Regions from separate parts of the Gasterosteus aculeatus genome. Here region 1 is linked to region 2. The links are chromatin contacts, called in public Hi-C maps. All regions are on one chromosome and are shown on one strand. Each heading gives the region's core, a stretch centred on a gene start, on an enhancer-like site or on the middle of the called end of the contact. The rest is flanking DNA. Distances are from core to core; before and after follow the strand shown. Region 1 has its middle 6.7 kb from the start of eif4ea. Region 2 has its middle 24 kb from the start of cxcl14.

Region 1 (4,128 bases), core at 1,065-3,564, 330 kb after region 2:
GGTCTACACAAAAGTGCCCTGCGGAGAAAAGCTTGACGAATAAGCTCCTTGTTTGCTTTTATTTTTTTATTTAAATGGTAGCTTGACCCCTGGCCTGCTGACGTCCCGAGGGCTGACTCACAGATATTTCCAGCGTGGCCAGTAAGTGGTTTTCTTTTTGCATCGTCATGCAGGTTTGTAGCACGATGCTCGTCTGCAACCTACGGATTCTTGGATCGCTATCAAGGCAGATGCTTCAGAAGCCGTCTGGGCAAGTAGCGGATAGATGCACAAAAGCTTCTTGCAGACCCATTCTGCAGCGTGTAGAGGGAGGTGTTTAACCACATGGAGGGATGGAAAATGAAGCGGCCTTATATATATATTATTGCCCGAGCAGTTAGCCGTCAATTTCCTTTTTTTAGCAGTTTTCCGTTCGATTAATAAAAAGTGTCTGTTTGTCATAATCAAATCCAAGCACAAAGGTCTCTCGAATTACACATAATTGCGTCTGCAGGCCGACAAATCTCTGAGGAAACATGGCTTTTTTCACCCGAGTGCAAACATCAGGTTCACTGGTGTTGAAATAAATACGCATTCAGGTTCTATGATTACCAAGTTGATGAACTGCTGTTACAAAAAAAGAATTTATGCACAAGACGTGGATGATGAACGGCACCGACGGCAGCACCAGAAGCCCGGTTTGCTTGTTTGGGTAGTAAAACGCCTCCCGCATCCTCGAGCAAGCCGCTGTTTGAAGCAATTATGAGGGTAAATATGAGGCGCACGCCCCAGTGTTAGCTGCTATTAGCCACACAGCTTCCTCATTTCCAATGAGTCAAGAAAAGTTCAATGTATTTACAAAGCCTTGTCCATCAAACAACTCGGGCCCAAAGTGGTTTATCGAACAAAGCACATCGCTGCAGATTGAAACGGGGCCAACCATAGATAAGTATACAAAGGCTAGATGTCATATATATATATATATATATATATATACAAAGGCTAGATGTCTCTCTCTCTCTATATATACATATATATATATATATATATATATATATATATATATATATATATATATATATATATATATATATATATATATATATATATATATAAAGGCTAGATGTCTCTCTCTCTCTATATATATATGTATATATATAAAGGCTAGATGTCATATATATATAAAGGCTAGATGTCTCTCTCTCTCTCTATATATATATATATATATATATATATATATATATATATATATATATATATGTATAACGGCTAAATGTCTCGTCCACACAAGGCGGCCATCTTGCTACAGGCAGCTCGCTCACATAACATTGTGTTGGTAATGGTATACATGTATTTTTTAAATCACCATAACTTTTTCAACCAATTTTTAAACGGTTTGGTTTGTTATGAACGTCAGAGATGTGAATAATTATGTTATGTCCTTTAAAATAGAATAACATTCTAAAATAGGTACAAGATCTCCCTTTACAAATCCACATCAAGAAATGCTGCATGTTGAAATCCTGTATAGAGATGTATTTATGACACTGCATGCTTATGAATAATTATGATTATAAACATGGGTTTTCACATGAAAATAACATTAAACAGAACAGTATTCATAAGTATAATAAATTTATAAGTTCTTATTATTTATTACTACCAACACAATGTTGTGGGTGAGCGAGCTCACTGTGGCAAGAAGGCCGCCATGTGCGTAAGACATCCAGCCTTCATGTACATATCCATGGCGCCAACGCTACCGTCTTTACACTCATAGGGGCTGTTTGTACACCCAAAAGACGCCTGCGTCACAGAACAAATATTTGTTGTGTGACGTCGAGTTTTGAGATATAGAAGTGAAATTGGTGGGTGTTGTTTTGTGTTGTTAGGTAAAGAATATTTAAAGCCACTAATACTCACTTATAACCGAATCAATTTCAAAATCCTGAATATTAAAACAAAAGGTCACCAGATCGTAATGTGTCATAATTGAGATGTAGTATTTTTCTGTATCGTTGAAGTGGTAGAGGGCTTGTTACACAGTATGTAAAAGTATTTATGAGAGCAATCAAAACTAACTACATGCCTGCCACCACAACGGATTAGTAATCCAGGTTCATCTAAACATATTTAAATGTGCAACACGTCAATGGAACTCCCGCGACACTGACTCTAAACCTGCTTCTTATGATCTCGTGCGACATGAAGTCGGTCGGGGGCCTCCAGCTCAGACGACTTGATGGCGGCGGCGTCGGCGCCTCTGGGAGCCGGTCAGCAGCGCCGTGGATGAGGGCCTACACCCGCCGAGCCCGGCTCAAGGTCCTTCAGAGGCCGCTCCTGGTGCTGCTGAGGAGAAACGGTTAAGTGACACATCTGTCACGCCGCACAGAGGGAGTCGGCACCTCCCGCAGATGCAAAGAGCCATCTGCAGCCTCCTCTGCCGCCGCCCGGTCCAGAGAGGCGTCGTGTCACCGGCTTTTAGAACTCCGGCACTCGTGCATAGGTGGTGGTACGAAAACATCAGTCAAGGGCAGGTAGCGCGGCTTGACTCGCCCGGTCCCTCCTGCACGCTGCACAGGAGGCTGGTGAGCAGGAGGCCGACGGTTGCCCGAGGCGATAGGGGAGGCATTGTAATGCGGATTCTCTGCTTGGTGGGGGGGGTGGCGGGGGAGGTATATAAATAAATATGGGAACGAGAGACACAGCTGCTATTTACAGATATCTTCTTCCCGTTGTGTGTGCAACCGACGCACTCAGTGGAAAGCCCAATTTAACCAACCAAAACGGTGGAGGAGGAGGATGGAAGGCTTGGAGGCTGAAGGTCCAGCGTGTGGCTACACTGCCTCCCTGTGGCCGGTTTATGACAAGCAGAGCACCACTGTCACCATCCCACCCGAGTGCACCGTTTCGTGATTTATTACCTATGGCAACAAAAGGTGAGCAGCGGAGATATTTGGATAGATAGATGCACGCAGCAGTCTGAAACGGGGTTTTTTTTTTTTTCAAAAGTTTGAAATAAACTGAGCAGAGAGGCATGACCTCAACGATCCAATACCGCTGGGACCAATTCGGAACGCTGTCTGAAGCCTCGGCGCGCACCACTAGCGCCCAACTTTACAAATGTCGGGATAGAAAGAGTACTGGGATATTTTACTCAAATAAAAGTACAACTATTGGTGTAAAAAAGTAGGCCACACGTGAACGTATTAAAAGAACCCACAAGTGGCAATGTCGTCACTACCAAACAAATGCCAAAAGCGTGACGCATAACGCCATCCCGTTGATGACGTACATGCTCGTGAGTGTGGGCTTTAGACCGCGGAACGGCACCACGTGCTCACAGACGTCCGAGATCTCCTTGATGAGATGGCCGCTGAGCCCAAGTCCACTCACTGTAAGTCACTGCTAGCGGCAGCATGCAGCGTGACTCACAGCATAAGCTACACGCTAAGTGGAAAGTGACAAACGCGTCCTCCCAGGCCTCCTCCTGACTGCGACAATTCAATCAGACTTTTGATTACTCTGCATGCGCCCACCTGGATCTGCAGCAAAATGAACAAGCTGCTTGTGTATTCATTTGTATTTTGAATACACATCTTATTTTAACGGACATTGACGGGCTCCTACTTGAGGATGTGAATAATATTTCCACCTCGCCCAAAAAGCCTTAAACAGCTGCATAACAGACGCACGTGGTCTGGCCTTTGCTCGCCTTTTGCAACCTGAAAGATGAGCACGTGTGTGTTCCCCTCGGGTTAGTGCTTCCATCCGTCAGGACCTCCGCGTCGTCAAACCCACAAAACCTTGGGTGTCGGCTGTTGGGTTAAAAGGTGCCAATCAGTGAAAAGGGGCCCAGAGGAGGGAAATACTTTAGCATAAATCAATACGGAAAAGCGCTGCCCAGAGAGGATCGCCAGCGCTCTGCATCATCGGCTTTTTTTAAGGCGTCGAAGCGGCAGCCGGCGGAAGAGAAGACCGCAAAATAAGAATTGGATAATGAAATAATTAGTCAGGGTGTAATCAGATGTGCATGTTTTTACAAATCCTTGATGCATGAGCTACATTATGGAGGGAAAATAATAATTATCCCTCACAAGACTTTATTACATTAACACATTTCATCACATTTTGTTCTCGTAGAAGGGC
Region 2 (4,211 bases), core at 323-2,822:
GAGAGAGAGAGGGGGAGGAAATGAGGAAGATCTGTGAAGGAGAGGCCAGCGATGAAGAAGACAGAAACCCTGATAAAGGCAATTCCCCAAAATCATGATCTCTTGAACGCATGGAAAAAAAACCTTTGAAAGACAAGTGGAGGAGGATGAAGGAAGAAAGTTAGAGGAGATCTGCTTTGACGCTGGAGGAGGTCGAAGTGAAAGTGCTGACACGAAGCAGAAACAACAAGCAGAGGGGTGAAAATCAAAGAGGAACGGGTCAATAATAAATTAATGTGACTGTAATTACAAAGGAAAAAGATCCCTCGGTCCGTGAGGTTCACATTAAAAAGTCCTGCTCCAACACATTAGTGGGAGAAAAATGAGAAAAATGAGTTTCTCAGAGATGTTGTTCACCATCTCACCAGCAGGTCTCTGGAGGAGAATTAAACCTTCAAACATTTATTCCCTTTGATGATTCTTTATCCCCCCAGACGGAGGCATTGATATAATGTTTGTTTGAGGATGAAAGTCAACATGCTTCTTCCTCATTAATTTAACACGTCTGGTTGAAATGGAGGGAGAAGCAGTGGTGAGAAAAGGACAGTAGATGCTCATCCGAATGCTTCTAAGCTTCCACCGTTGCCACGGCAACCCGGAGATAAAGGTTATTAATCCAACATTGTTCATCATGCATCCACATCAAATAATATGAGTTATTCTGAGACGGAGTTGTGTGTGTGTGTGTGTGTGTGTCTGTGTGTGTGTCTGGGTGGCGCTGTCCCGAGTGCTGAAGCTCAGCAGAAGGGATCGATGGAGAAGTGTTTTGTTTCAGGCCTACATGTTGGTTCGTATGAAAGCAAAGTGTTGCTATGGCGACCGCTTTGTTCTGTTTGATGGGTTTGTTGCGCATTTGTAGCCGTTTTCATTTCATCAAAAAAGTAAAATCCTCAAGGTTTTGATGATTAGACGATAACAATAAATGTAAATGCAGATGATTACTTGTTAAAGACGCGCTGGATATTAGAAGGAATAATGATAATAGGTATTATAACCAGAGCACGGTGATATTCATAAATACATTTATCAATAATGTTTGCCTCTGAAAGCCCAGGAGCTTTTGCGTAATCAAGGAAGCAGATAAACAGGGGAAGCAAATATAACAACAAAAGCAGGTTTATGAAATAAACTTCATGGTACAAAGAAAAGTAAAGTATTAAAACAAAATAGCAGCCGACTTTAAGTTGAGAGAAGCAGATCTTTGTCCAAAGAATAGAAGTTAATTCTATTTCAACTATACAAATGACTGATTCAATTAAAGTCTTACCGCCTGCTTAACACAAGCAAAGATTTGTCATAAATAACACTGAAATGATTTTTTATCTTTTCATTAAATTAGAAGTTTAGCCGTGGACCCTTTACAGTCCTCATTAAATCCAAACCTATACAATCATCTCAAACGTTTCCCTGCGAGCGCCGTCAGAATGCTAATGAGCCTGTTTCACAGGACTCGTGTTTCTACACTAGATGGCAGCAACGTATCAGAGGCCTCCAGCAGGATCCCACAGCACGTCCTCTGACCTGCTCTAAGCAGACGTGTGTTGCATCCGCCGAGCGGTACACGTTTAACCGGATGGTGAGAGTCCGGCAGGATGCGCGTCGCCGACAAACGAGGCGCTGCAGTCGCTCTCAACGCCTTCATCGATCGCCTACGGGCTTCTTTAGTCAATGGCCCTACCATTTCCTCAGCGACCACAGAGCAGAATGGAAGGTTAGTCCCTGGCACAAACCCCCCCCCGACCCTCCCACCCACTCCTCCCCCGCTGATATGGAACGGATAGAATTAGAAACTGCATCAGTCGGAGGCTCCGGCGCTTCCTGGGCGCCACGCTGCGCCACCGGATTGGATCTCCCTCAAAGGAAATCGACTCGGCGAGTCTGCATTAACACCACCTTGCCCCCCCCCCCCGTCCCCCGCCGAGCCCGGCCAACCTGTTCCACTTGTGCCCTGCCAGGGTTGCCGCTGGCACAGACGGCGGCGGGTACCTTTAAGTGCGGGCCAGGGCGCAACTCTCCAAAGGTGGGCTTCTGATTAATGGAGCCTGAGGAGATGCGGCGCGGCCGCTGACAGATACTAAGTGCGGGTGCCATGTTGGAGGAAGGGGCTCTCCGTCTTGGCTCGCCCGACGAGCCGCGCTGACCAGGTGCCGGCCGAAAACCTCCGCAAGGATTCAATTAAAATTCCATTTCATTGAAAAATGATTCCCGTTGGCTGATCACAGAGCGTGCGCTCCACCAGGAGAGAAGAAGCACGTCGCTGTCGTAGTAATGGGCTCCAGCTTCCGCGATCAGCTTCTACCGATCTACCGAGCGGCCGTTTCACAACAAGAAAGTGAGTTTTTTTTCCCCCCATGCCGCTGATTGCTAGCTGGGTGCGACGCCCGCCATAGCGGCCTGCAGCGGGACGCGCCGACAGTGTGAGCGGCAGTCAGTCGCAACGCGTGCATGCACTTTACTTTAAACACAAAGCAGCGCATGAAGACGCGAGCGTCCTCGGTGAGACGACGCGGCGACAGTCAGGCGGAGCAGCAGCCTCTCCGTAGGGCTGCGGCGTTTTTTAGCGGCGGCTGGCGTGTGAGATGCAGCCCCTGCGGCGTGGGCGCGCGCTCATTCCCGCGTGTGCTTTGCGAGTGCGTTCCCGTGCGGATCGCAGCTGTGCCTGGGTATCACGAGAACACATCGGGCTGGCAGCTACAGAGGTACTTATCACCTTCTTCTGAGAGCACAGGAAGCAGGAGAGAGGAGGTGGGGGAGGAAGAAGGAAGGAACGAAACGGGGGGGGCCGCTGTTTAAGTGAGTTGTCAAATTCTACAGCTAAAAAACAGGATTTCTCTCCGAGACGAGCCGAACAGAAAAGATAAGGTAAATATTGAATAGTGCTGCTGCTCCCTGTGAGCCCGAAAGGCCTCAGAGGGCCACACGTCCACAGTGTCAGAGCTCTACAGTCATTAGGGGCCCCGGCCGCTGCCTTCTGATGCACACGCTCGCCTCAGGAGGAGTTCATGCAAAAGCGCAGTAAGATTATTTTATATCTGCTTAGTCTACGTTTGTTCCTGTGTTGGTGATGGGTCTCTGTCTTCCTCTGGGTATTTCCTTCCATCTATGCAGCTTCTTGGCATTTGAAAATCATTTGAGGCTTAATTCATTCTAGAGAGATGTGTTGGCAGCTTATATGTGGTCTTCATTATACACGGGGATTTTCATCTGGAGGAAGCAAACGTGTAGGCGAAGAACATCCGACAAGATCGCGGTGTTACCCTTTTATCAGCTAACCTTTGCTATTATCTCTAACCTGGCAAAGCTTTATCTTATTATAGATTTTCTGTATTCAACGTGACACCTCCGTTGCTCTCCCATTCTTAATCTTAAGTAGCCCCATCTCTGTGATCCTTGCACAGATAGAATCTACAACATTTGAAAGCGAATATGCTTCCTGGAACACTCTCTGAGATTTCTCTGAGAAGGTCAAAGTTGCGTTGGGAGAAGACCAGCCCGTCTGGCTTGTGCAGGCTCCAGCGGCGCTGTCTGTTCACGGAGCCAGCGGGATTCAAATGGAACATTTACGATGAAATCACGTGCTTGTCCAAGGATCCTTTAAGATCTTTAAAGCGTTAAGGTTGAAAAGAGCTGGCAGAGGCTGATCTTTGCAGAGGTCTCCACAAAGCGTTGCGGTGTGGAATGCTGGTCTGAGGTCAGCACATCAGAGTGTCTCATGTGTTGCTAACAACATTCACACACAGCACATCCTGCTTCCAAAGTAGTACTACTCGAGCCCTCTGACATCCTGTCATCCTCTGAGGAAACACCAAGTCACTTTCTATAATCGCATTCTGATGGAGGGGCAGCGCCCGTTTCTGTTTTTTGCAGCTGCAATTATCCACTTCCCTCTGAGGATAAACAGAGTTCATCGTACTTCTGAGGCCCTTGTTTGTGCAAAGTGACTCACAGCTCGGCGTCAACAACTGTGCCGCTGTATTCTGGGATGTAACAATGCTAATGACATTGTTATCAACTCTGACAACCGTTCGGCATCTTGTTTGCCAAGTGCTCCGATGGATCGTTGCTCCCAATTCACAAGCTGCTCCCCAATCAGTGGGTTGGATCAAATGAACCAAGAATTAGCCGTGGACATTTTGCTCAAAGAGAAGTGAAGAGGTGATGATTTACAAATG

The links. Hi-C and Micro-C count contacts between places; a contact is called where the count stands out from the background.
Region 1: a contact with region 2 is called in a Hi-C map of skeletal muscle, with 6 times the contacts expected there. The contact joins two enhancer-like sites. A contact is called at or near these places in 2 of 6 Hi-C or Micro-C datasets (both in skeletal muscle).

The regions. Positions count from the first base shown.
Region 1 is chr4:1,805,022-1,809,149 of fGasAcu3.hap1.1, forward strand. No RefSeq gene overlaps it. Among protein-coding and RNA genes, the nearest start is that of eif4ea, 6.7 kb to the right of the region's middle. Within about 2 kb of position 2,315, at least 1 of the 9 cell types and tissues checked has open chromatin away from gene starts, as enhancers often do.
Region 2 is chr4:1,478,404-1,482,614 of fGasAcu3.hap1.1, forward strand. No RefSeq gene overlaps it. Among protein-coding and RNA genes, the nearest start is that of cxcl14, 24 kb to the left of the region's middle. Within about 2 kb of position 1,573, at least 2 of the 9 cell types and tissues checked have open chromatin away from gene starts, as enhancers often do.